2 separate regions of the Mus musculus genome follow, and region 2 is linked to region 1. The links are chromatin contacts, called in public Hi-C maps. All regions are on one chromosome and are shown on one strand. The core of a region is the stretch at or near the end of the contact, and the rest is flanking DNA. Distances in the headings are between cores, read along the strand shown. Region 1 overlaps Helz (helicase with zinc finger domain). Region 2 overlaps Cacng4 (calcium channel, voltage-dependent, gamma subunit 4).

Region 1 (5,742 bases), core at 2,348-4,847:
TGGCCTGTGCCTTCCAGGACTCAGACCTGCAGTAGAGCGTGTCAGTGGCTTTAAAGGCAATTCCAACAGGAGATGGGAAAGTCATGAGCAGTTGGCAATTACAGGAAGAGCAGGGCCAGCCCTGCTGAAGAGCATGCTAAAGACATTCGACGGTCTTCTCATGCTCAGGTTCTACCATACTCAACTCACCAGCTTACATCTGTGTGCTCATATAAATCAGACTGAGCTGGGCATGCTGGCTCACACGCTGGGAAGCCCAGCACTCGGAAGAGTGTGAGCTTAAGGCCAGTCTGGGCTAATAGCAAGCTCAATGCAAGCATAAGTTATAATTATAAAGTAAGACCCTATCTCAAAACCACAAAAATAAAAAGTTTAAATAAATGAAGAGTGATTTTTACATAGTCCTAGCATGTAAGAGTGCTTGCTGCATGATGTTAAGTTCTGTTAACAGCATGTTGCAGCACCCACACAATGAGCAGGGCATCCCACCTATACCTGTAGGCCCAGGGAAATCACTAGGGCTCACTGGCTTCCAGCCTAGCCAAGAAAATATGACCTCAGATACACGGAAGATTCTGCCTCAAAGGAATAGTCAGAGAGTGACAGGAGAGGCACCTAAAGGGCTCTCTGGCTTCCACAGGCACACACATGTGTGTGTGCATGGAGTCATCTGTGCATGGAGACACACAGACACAGGCATATGCACACGCGCCCCACACACACACTTGCACACTCACTTGTGCATGTAGACAGGCACATTCTAGCTCAAGTGTGCATGAAGACACATAGACAGACAGACACACACAAATAAATCCTTAAAAATAAGGAACCTTAATCAAGTGCCATAATTGCTATTTCTACATTACAAGATTCAAAAGCGGGGGCTGGTGAGATGGCTCAGTGGGTAAGAGCATCCGACTGCTCTTCTGAAGGTCCAGAGTTCAAATCCCAGCAACCACATGGTGGCTCACAACCATCTGTAACGAGATCTGACGCCCTCTTCTGGTGTGTCTGAAGACAGCTACAGTGTACTTATATGTAATAAATAAATCTTTAAAAAAAAAAACAAGATTCAAAAGCAACTTAGCAAAAACCTCAACAAAATCACACACACACACACACACACACACACACACACACACACACACAACTGTCCAAATTTGAACTGATCACTAGTGAACAGATACCAACTAGAGAACAGGTGAAATGGCAAATGTTTTTCAGTCAAGGGCCAAAGAGCTTCTGTCCCTGCAGAAGATCCTGCATCATAAAAGCAGCCGCAGACAAGAAACCAGTTAATAAAAGGACACAGGAAGCTGCATTCCGATGAAAGAGACCTGGCCAGATGTGGCCCACAGGAACCTGTCACTGGGAGACAGCCACCTGTGGCAAGTGGGCATACCAGGTTCCAGGTCCAGCTGGCAGAGGTACTGGGAAGTGCTCAGTGTGACCACCACCACTCGATGTTTAAGAATATCTTCCTTCTGGGGCATCTGAAAGGTGGACTGTGTGCTCGAGATCAAGCAGTACTGATGCACGACTGGGTGGACAGTCTTCACCCAGCGATTCCGGAAATACACCCTAGAGAGAAGACGGCACCTCCTGTTAGAGTGTTCATAGTCGCTGAAGATGAAAACACTACACTGTCATTTAAGAGCACAGTGCCAAAAATTAACAAATGAATCCCATCCATAATCATTCCAACCCTCTCAGAGTTTAAGGCTGTAGTAGAAAGCTGCCACGATACGCCCGTGATGACCTTCCCTGGCACATATTTTTACAAGATTTCAACATTAAGTATAGGTGCCACCACATACCTAACTTTTTAAGTATTCAGATTAATCTTGCAACAGAATTAGCACACAAATATATGTTTTATGAGCAATGGTTTTAAATTAAGTTTGAAACCTTCCATTCTTAAATTACCTTTTTCAATTACAGTCTTACTAAAATGTATTTGACTCTGATTTTAATTATTTATGCTACTACAAACCATGGAATTACATGCTTAGAATATTTTTACTTTAGAACAGTTTGTAATAATTTTACTTCAGAAAAGTTCTTAAAATTATTATTTAAAAGGCCTCTGCCTTGGCTTCTGGAATCTGAAGGTAAATTTTTGAATAAACTTTATCAAAAACTCTAAATGCAAATCTTAAGACATGTCATCTTTTCAAGTAACTACAGTAGAAAATATGAACAGGCCTCAGCTATAGACTACTCTGATGGACAGCTACAACCCATACATCCAGCCTCCACCATCCCCATCCACCTACATGACAGACCTACTGGCTGCTGACTATGTTATAGCACACAGGCAGAGTGCACAGGGCTCGGGAGCAACCACAGCAGCCTTGGCTTTGCTTTGGGTTTGATAAAAAGCCATCAAGTGGACAGGGCAGCTGTAATGACTCATGTCACTAAATTCTCTGATCTCTGGGCAGAAATTACTTAGGCAGAGTTTAAGGGCGGCACACTTAACAGATGGGGGCAGGGTTTCCGGCATGTGCTGGCTACCCCTGTGGCCAACGTCAATGGGTCTGCACAGTGCCAACAGACATGAACACGGAAAGAGGAGCTCATGACGGACCCTCATCATCTCATACATGGAGATTCTAACCCGGTCCTGAGGGACGGGGATGGAGAGGGGACTGCAGGGAGCAGAAGCAGCAGGGAGCAATGTCAGGTTAGTGCCAGGGTAGACAGGAGATGAGGGTGGCTTGGGAAGCAGCAGAAATATACAAACTGGATTCACTAGATATGTTAACAGAATGCAACTAGATATACTCATAAATGAACTAGTGGTAAAGATTAAGGCAATGGATGATTTGGTTTTGTTTTGAAACAGAGTCTGAGCCAGGCTGGCCTCAAACTCACTACACAGTGGCTAGAGAACAATCCGCCCTACTGGACCACTGTCCCTCCCTCCTGAGGGCTGCCTCTGGCTTTGGAAACTGCACGAATGGCAGTAGTGTTTACAAAAGTGGAGAAAGAAATAAAACAAATGTAGCCGTTTTCAAATCAGAGTATTAACAGTGGCAAATGATGCTTTTAAGTTCATTATCCAAAATATACAACTGAGAATATAAATATAACTCAGGGTAAAGCTTATATAATACGCTCAGAGCCCTGGGTTCCCAGCACCACAGGGGGGAAAGAAGACATACATAAATATACATGTGACAGCATATTTACATATTTCCTCAAAACAAAATATTTACATATTTCCATGACTTAAACTAATCCTTAAATATGGTCTAGTATATATAATTTTAATTCACTGGGGTCTTATACATGTAACAAATTCATATACAATAAGCAACTACAAATGAACTGATGACCCCCCCCTTTTTTTTAAGCAAATTTTTCTTTAAAGACTACCCAAACGGCAGCTGCTGTTCACTGGCGGAGCAGCGGTGGCTTCCTCGGCATGGCCGGCCCCGTGCACTGCTCGGAACACCTTATCCTCAGAGCCACTAACAAAAAGAAAACTGCTTTCCTCCTCCTTCTTCTCCTTGCTTTGCCTTCTTTTCATTTGTCTGTTTTATAACTTCGAGACAAACTTTCACTGTAGCTCTTGCTAACTCCTCACCCAGTCAAGGCTGGCCTCAGTCAGATTGGCAATAGTCCATCTGCCTGGCATCACAAGTGCAGACCACAGCCACCTGTGGCCCCCATCCAGCTTTTTATGTGCCTTACAAAAACAACTCAATTCTATTTCTTTTTGTTTGTGCATGTGGGGACAGAGGAGGTTTGCGTGTATGTGTAGTATAGGCACAGGGGTACAAATCTCCCAATTCTAAATAAAATAAAAACTGAAACTCAAACCTAAAATGTCAAAAAACGCCATATATTTTAGGTTCAGCTCAATTGGCAAGTACAAGAAATTGCATGATTTTTAACCCTAACAAGTGGGCCTGCCCTATTCACTACTATTGTTACTCAATGGCTGCTCCAACTATCTCCCAGGGCCACATCTATACCAGAGTGCAGGGAAGAAGCCAGTCTGTGGTCAGCCTTGCTCCGTAGCAACAGGCCTGTGTTCCTTCTCAGTCATCTGCGGACATCTGGTGCCCTCTTGTGTTCTGTCTCTGGAATTCCAGTAAAGCTGATTTCCTGCCTGGCGAGGGGTGCAGCAAGCCCTTGCCTAGCAGAGACAGGCTGTGAGGTTCCAAAACCCTCAGACAAAGCTGGTCTTCCAGAGCAGTGATTCATTCTTGTCCTCTCTGTCTCTCAAATCTCTCGCAGTTATTACTGAGTAGGAAAACTATCAGTTAACCTGAGCTAATGCTAGAGTGAGGCCTAAACACTCAAGACGACCGCTCAGCCTCTGCTTCAGGGTAGCACCTTTCCCGGAGAGAAGGCCACAGTGGATGTGCAGGGCTGCATAAAGCAAACTCTCGGGGCGCTAGGCATTTCCCCGTTCTCCTGTGTACTGCATGAAATAGCCTGAGCCTTGCATTGGGAAATAAATTATTTTTCTACCTTGGGTTCAACAACTCTTAGAGTCAAGAAGAAATGAAATCTCTGCTGCGGGTGGGGCAGGTTTCTGCACTTGGGCCAGTCTGACTACACTCGACTGGAAAATCAGTTACTATTACATATATGCAGATGCATCATGGTGGATCCTCAAAGCCCAAAATGATTCCACATGGAAATACCTAGAGAATTAACAGAGTCTACACTCTTAAACATCAAACACCCCATGCTATGTCCATAAGGGCTTCCCTCAACTGTTTCTAAGCCAGGAGCACCTTGACATCCGAGACCACCACATTTCATATACAACATGCACACTCACATACATGAACACACACACACACACAACACACACATTCACATACACGCACAGACACACCCATGCTCGAGCGCACCTGATCTACCAATAAATACTACTAGGGAGAACAGGCAGGGTAAAACGAAAGCTCCTCCTTGTCCTCTGTGAGGTCAGAGGTTAGAGGCCTTAGCCTTCTGTCACTGCATCCTTCAGTAAAATCTTCACTCAGAGAACAGTAAGCACGGTCTTTTATTATTACATGCAACAGGATCTTCTACTGTGGTGGTTTCTGCTGTGTCCTAGAGCGAGAGGACAACACAGTATGGGTGTCTGTGTTAACATGCTACACCACTGCTCTAAACACTTTCAAAGGGGGCTGTGGTCCCAGGAATTGAAGAACTGAATAGCATAACTTCTTATTTCCATGCCTGGGCTCAAGTAGAAGTGAGAGGTTAATAAATTATGGATCAAAGTATAGCTAGAAACTAATTTTTAAGCAATAATTAAGCTAGAGAAAATACCCAAGGAGCTAAAGGGAACTGCAACCCTATAGGTGGAACAACATTTTGAACTAACCAGTACCCCGGAGCTCTTGTCTCTAGCTGCATATGTATCAAAAGATGGCCTAGTCGGCCATCACTGGAAAGAGAGGCCCATTGGACTTGCAAACTTTATATGCCCCAGTACAGGGGAACGCCAGGGCCAAAAAGTGGGAGTGGGTGGGTAGGGGGCTGGGGGGGAGGGTATGGGGGACTTTTGGGATAGCATTGGAAACGTAAATGAGGAAAATACCTAATAAAAAAAAGCAATAATCAATAATCATTTGTACAATAGGCCATGATATATTAGTTTATAACATGGCAAAACTAAACATTATTTCACATAACAAAAGTAAGTGGTATAATATGATTCTGCAGTGTTTTCTGAAGGAAAAGATTTTTATTTTCCCATAATCTGTATATAAG
Region 2 (5,563 bases), core at 1,309-3,808, 150 kb before region 1:
TCTAGAGATCCAAACTCAGTCTTTACAATTGCGTGGCAAACACTCCTGAGCCATCTCTCCATCTCCTTAACCACTTTTTTGAACAAGAGGACCCTGCAGATGGCCATCAGTGACCCTGAGCGACCTGTCCTGCTCCAAGAAGACTTTGGGGTACAGAAAAGCTGTGCTAGGGGGAAGAGGGTCACAGAGATGGCAGAAGGGTAAAGACAGATGGGTATGGAAGCTAGAACTCACTGCTCTTCCTTCCCTGAGAGAAACCACCAGGATGCACTCCAATCTAGATCAGGGGCTGTCTGGAAGGACGAAGGCTGGGTTACTATAGCACCACTGCTACCAGGCGTTTGTAGGGTCCCTCATGAATACCTAGCTTTGAGCTAGGCACAGTAGACCCCCAAAAGTGCAAATACTTCCCTTCTGGTTCTGGAGAGCCGCCTACAACAAAGAGAGGCATTTCACATGGTGGGGTGTGGGGAGAGCCTGTCAGACAGCAGGCCTGAACCAAACAGTATTCTTGTAATTGCATTGCAGGGAGCAGGCAGGGCAGTGAGACGGAGACAGACTTGGGTGAGTCAGGATTTGAGTCCAGACTGCTGCTGCCTCCTCCTCCTCTTCCTCTTCCTCTTCCTCTTTCTTCTCCTCCTCCTCCTCCAGGAACCCTAAGCCAATCAGTCTACCTTCTCCAAGACTCAGTTGCTTTGTGTGTAAAATGGGGTGGTAGCAGTCTCAGACAGAGAGAGGCACATGCTTGGCTTGGGGCTGGAACTGTAGCCCTGTACCATCTTCGTCTCATTTGATGCTGTAAAAGGATGCTCAGCACCTGGAGATGGTGTAGCAGAGCCAGAATGAGCGTGGGACTTGGGAACAGAATCCTTTGATGTTTAATCCCAGGACCTGTGCACACCTCACTCCCAGCCCATACCCCAAAGCACGGGCAAGGATAAAAATCACTGTGATGCCCCCCACCACCAAGACTCTCTCAGGACATCTCAGGACACTCAGGCTCTCATCCAGGGGCTGCACAGCCCAGCCAAGGCCATGCCACCAACTCCTCATTAAGATGCTGTGGGTGTGGGTGAGGCTACCCGGCACTGCTTCCGGGCCTCTCTCTGAAAAGCTCCGATAACAAGTGCACATTGACAGCAAGGGTTCCCCAGGCGAGCACGCCATCCCCAGCTCGCATCTGAGCCCTCGCCTGAGACATTTTCTCGCTTCAGCAATTTGGCTTGTCATACAAAAGGGGTTCTGATTCCTCCTGATGGCTGACTCCTCTTGCATGAAAAATGGCTTTTGTTATCTTTGAGTCTAAGGAGCCTAAGGATTCCTGACCGAGAGTCCAGGCCAGATGCCTGGTGGCTGAGAGGTCCCACTGGCTTAACCATTCGGAAGGCCTCTCCTCTCCCACCCTGGTGATCACTTATAATCTGTAGCCCGAGGCCCTGAGGCTGTTGCCCTCTGGCCTCTGAGTTTCTATCTCCTAGTCTCATACTAGTCAGCTCCTTTTTCCTCGGAGTGACTGTTTCTGATGTGTTCCAAAGATTCTCTTTTGGGTGACCACCATGCCAATATGTCATATACCATCCCTGTCATTCTTGGCCACTACTGGGGTCCTCTTTTCTTTTCGTGTGTGTGCCCCCCTTTGTCTGTGTCTATCACCACTCCTGTGTGTGTTCTGTGTGTGTGTGTGTGTGTGTGTGTGTGTGTGTGTGTATTTGTAGAGAAAGATAAGTTCAGTGTTATGTGTCTCTCTTGATCTCACTCCACCTTATTTTTGAGTCAGAGTCTCTCACCAAACCTACAGCTTACCAGCTCAACCAGGCTAGCTAGCCAGAGAACTCCAAGCAGCTGCCTGTCTCTTACTCCGTCTCCGAGGTGACAGGCCGAGTGCCACCTCTCCCAGCGTTTGTGTGGGCACCATGGCTCAAGCTCTAGTCCCGGAGCTTGCTTGCGTGGGAAGTACTTTACCCACTGAGCCATCTCCCCAGCACAGGCCTTGCTCTCCTGAACACCAGTTTCTCCCCCTTCCTTTCCTGTCTATCTTCCCTCTTTCTTTTCCATTTTTCTTTCTAATAATTTCTCCTCTTCCCTTCCTGGCTGGCCATATTTAAAGCATGCAAGCTTCTGGTGCGAGATAGCCTTTTTAAAGTTATTGAAGTATTTCCTAGATTTAAAAAAAAAGAAAGTATTATTTTAACTCTGCCATGATTAGGAGGGTTCTTAAACACAGAGAGAATTCTATTAAATAGCAAATTGAGTGAGTGGAAAACCCACAGTCATGGGACCTTTAAAGATCATCGGGTGCGGAGTAGATGTGACTGTGGTGATGGCTGTTTTATTAGGCTGGGAAAAATATTGGAAGGAAATTCACCAAACTGTTAATGCGGTAGTCATGGTAACCAGGAGTGATTTATCTTATCTCCTATGGTTTCCAAATTTTCTATTATGTTGGGGTTGGTGGTATAAACCTCACGCTTAAATCACGGGAAACCACCGGGCCAGTCTCCAGACAGATGAATGGATGCGTGTGTTCCTTCCCCACTGATGGTGTTTCGAGTCTTTATTCTTAAATGCATCTGGGCACCACGCCCATGGCTTCTGGCCAGGGTTTCACGACTGGCCGCCCCTGACTTATAACCAAATTGATTCCTGGATCAAAGCTTTCAAGAGCTGTCCATAGCTGGATCTTTTATTTCCCGTACGTTGCAGTTTATGTACGGTGTTTTCATCCTAGAGAGCTATCCTCTCCAATAAAAAGTGCCACAAAGTAATTGAGGGGGAAATGAAATGTGGGTGTGGGCTCTTAGGAACTTCTATCACGTACGTACAACTGAGTACCTCAGAGAGAGCCCTGGGGTGCCGAGAAGTGCCCTAGGGGGCGGCCAGGCTGACCACATTTCACAAAAATAGGAATCTAGTGCCGGTTAGACAGAAGAGCTTTGATCTGTTGCCTGCCCCTAGCTCCTGGAATTCTTCCCCTGTGACAAGTTTAAACTGCCTCATTGTTCCAAAAATCCTCACACGCGTTCAGATAAAGGGTACTCTCTCCAAAAATGGATTTCCCATCACTAATTCCATTTGTGTAGAGTTTAGGAAAATCTGCATAGTGAGTCCACAAGAGGAAAGGCAGCTTCCAGGGTGCCTTTTCATGCTGGTGACAATGTGACCTCTTTCTCTTGTGTCACAGTCACTTGACCCTTTAAATGCCACTTGCCGCAGACATCTAAGCTACCTCTCCATCCTGATGGCCAGGTCACCGTGCTGCTTCCCATTAGCAGGGGTCTCCATTAGGACAAAGGTATAAATGAACACTGCGGCAGACGCAGTGCCGTGAGAGCCCAGCGCTCTCCAGCTCTGATGCCAGCGAGCACTTGACCTGGAAAAGTTATTCGAGATTCTGATCAGAATTACTGTCCCTCCAGAGGTGACGATGGTGACGTCACTTTTTTCTTCTTCGGTCTTTCCTGGAACCTGAAAACAAAGCACTCATCTGTGACCCTTCAAGGCCTTTCAGATTCTTGGAAGTGCTTATTTCTCCTTAGTCTGCCCACCTCTAAAGGAGAGGGAAGGAGGTCTACCTGGAATTTTTGTTTTTGAATTATATATCTTATGTGTGACTGCATTATAGATTGTATATGGTTGCATATATATAGTTCATATATGGTTGCTATCTATGTGTATTATACATATATGCATATTCACATATACATATATGCACATGTATATGTGTATGTTGCTTGCCCGCTTCTGGCTTAAAATCAATCATTATAAAATGTTGGTTGGTGCCAGGCACTGACAAGATGCTGGGATCCACACCCTCAGGAGACCCTCTTCCCTTTTACAAGTGAGCCCAAGCAGGGAGAAGCCCAAGCTAGCCCCATCCAGTCCCCATCCAGTCCCCATCCAGTCCATGGTGTGTGCTTTCTTCTCCATCTGCCCCGCCCCCTGCTGATCACCTTTCTCTTTATCATAATTACAAATCCTTTAGCAGCTCTCAAGTGCTCTCTGCGGACCAAGCACAGTATCTATTATCTCCCGCTCCGTCCACTTCCCTTACGCTAGTCCGTTCCTCCTCTTAACAGCTTGGATTTAACCGTGTTTAATTAATTATTGAATTAACTACCAGGTAATCAGGTAGGTTGTGGACAGAAGCAGAGCTAGTGGTTGCATTGGTCCTTACTGTGTGCCAGCAGCTGCCCGAGTGGGTTTTACGCATTGATAGGCATTCACCTGCTTAATCCTCAGCTCCCCTCAGGGGCAGCAACCATCGCTACTTCCCATAGAGGGAGAAACTGAGGAACAGAGAAGTCAAGACGCATGCTTAAGGCTTCAAAAGCAGCAGCTAGTGGATTTGGGGTTCTCATCAAAATCAGTTGCCTCTGGCTTTCCTCCTTTGCCTCAGCTCTACCAGCTCCCATTCAATGATGGTACTGACTACGACCTACTGAAACTACCGCACAGGCATCCCACAGTAAGCCTCATCTTGGCAATGCACATGCATGCATCCCCTATGAGACACAGTGGGTACTGATACCCCAGTCTCTGGCTCCAAAGCCTGGTCTGAACTCCTTCTCAGCCCTATACAAAGAGCTATCATGCAGTGTGACTGCTACACAGTAATAGAGAGCGGGATTGCATTGTCTCTGCACCCTGTAATAGAGAGCGGGATTGCATTGTCTCTGCATCCCAGAGAGCCTACAGTGACCCCAGGAGATGGGGGGGGTCATAAGTAAGCAATTAATGCTACAGGGAGAGACTGGGTGTAACGAGCAAGCAGGACTCACCCAGCAGGGGCACCCCAGGGGTTGCTATATGCTGGCTATGGGCCAGGCTGGCATGGCAGGCTTCATGGAGGAGGAGACTAGAGCTCTGTGAAGCTCTGTGATCACAACCCTGAATGATGTTGGGTCCAAATCTGACTCCCAGAGGATGGAGCTACTGTGAGACGGGGCAGCTCTGAGGACGCTGTGCTCTCAGTGAGACAGGGGGCAGTCTGCTAAGACAGCTCTTTGAGAGGATATTCTCCACACATATCCAACCTCCAGGGAAGGTTCCACAGGGGATGTCACCCAAAGTCCAGACCCAGATCCCAATGATGGCACTCTCCTACCGGTTCCTGGCTAGCACACACAGGTGGGAAAACAGCCACCATCCTGCAGGCTTCCGTTGGGATCAAGTTAAACGGCACCAAGAATGTCTGGAGTGTGGGTAGCAAAATGGCATCTCTGAGAGCATTGATGGGCAGTCGAGAAGGGGAGCCTGCCAGGCTGTGGACATGTTCTGTCTCTACCTGGGTGGTAGTCACATGGGTGTGGAGGCATGTCCACCTGACTTCTCTCAGGGGTATACTCTGTCTATCAGCTTCAGTGAAAGCTATCCACAATGTGGGGTAGCAAAGGCCCCCTAGGTTGCCTGCTCTAACCCTCAGATGCCCCTAACAATTCCTAATTTAGGGTTTCTGGTTGTTGTTGTTATTTGACTCAGATACACTCAGCTCACTGGAGATGCATGTACCTAGCCCCTGCTAAGTTTTGGGGACTCACAGACTTGTTCACTTATTCACTCATTC

What was found. A called contact is a pair of places that touch in the nucleus more often than the background predicts.
Region 2: a contact with region 1 is called in a Hi-C map of neural progenitor cells, with 2.2 times the contacts expected there. The contact joins two enhancer-like sites. A contact is called at or near these places in 13 of 484 Hi-C or Micro-C datasets (the C2C12 cell line, the G1E-ER4 cell line, bone marrow-derived macrophages and 9 more), 3 of 115 datasets of contacts at active chromatin or transcription factors (astrocytes, embryonic stem cells and oligodendrocyte precursor cells) and 1 of 9 other capture datasets (pancreatic islet).

The regions. Positions count from the first base shown.
Region 1 is chr11:107,628,011-107,633,752 of GRCm38.p6, reverse strand. Helz (helicase with zinc finger domain) reads right to left here. Exons shown (of 33, transcript NM_001368755.1): 18 at 1,403-1,581. Among named protein-coding and RNA genes, the nearest start is that of Mir6932, 6.8 kb to the left of the region's middle. Within about 2 kb of position 3,597, at least 14 of the 459 cell types and tissues checked have an H3K27ac peak or open chromatin away from gene starts, as enhancers often do. A contact at or near this core is called in neural progenitor cells and neural stem cells, where this site is marked.
Region 2 is chr11:107,774,651-107,780,213 of GRCm38.p6, reverse strand. All of the region lies in intron 1 of Cacng4 (calcium channel, voltage-dependent, gamma subunit 4), which reads left to right. Among named protein-coding and RNA genes, the nearest start is that of Gm11650, 16 kb to the left of the region's middle. Within about 2 kb of position 2,558, at least 13 of the 459 cell types and tissues checked have an H3K27ac peak or open chromatin away from gene starts, as enhancers often do. A contact at or near this core is called in neural progenitor cells and neural stem cells, where this site is marked.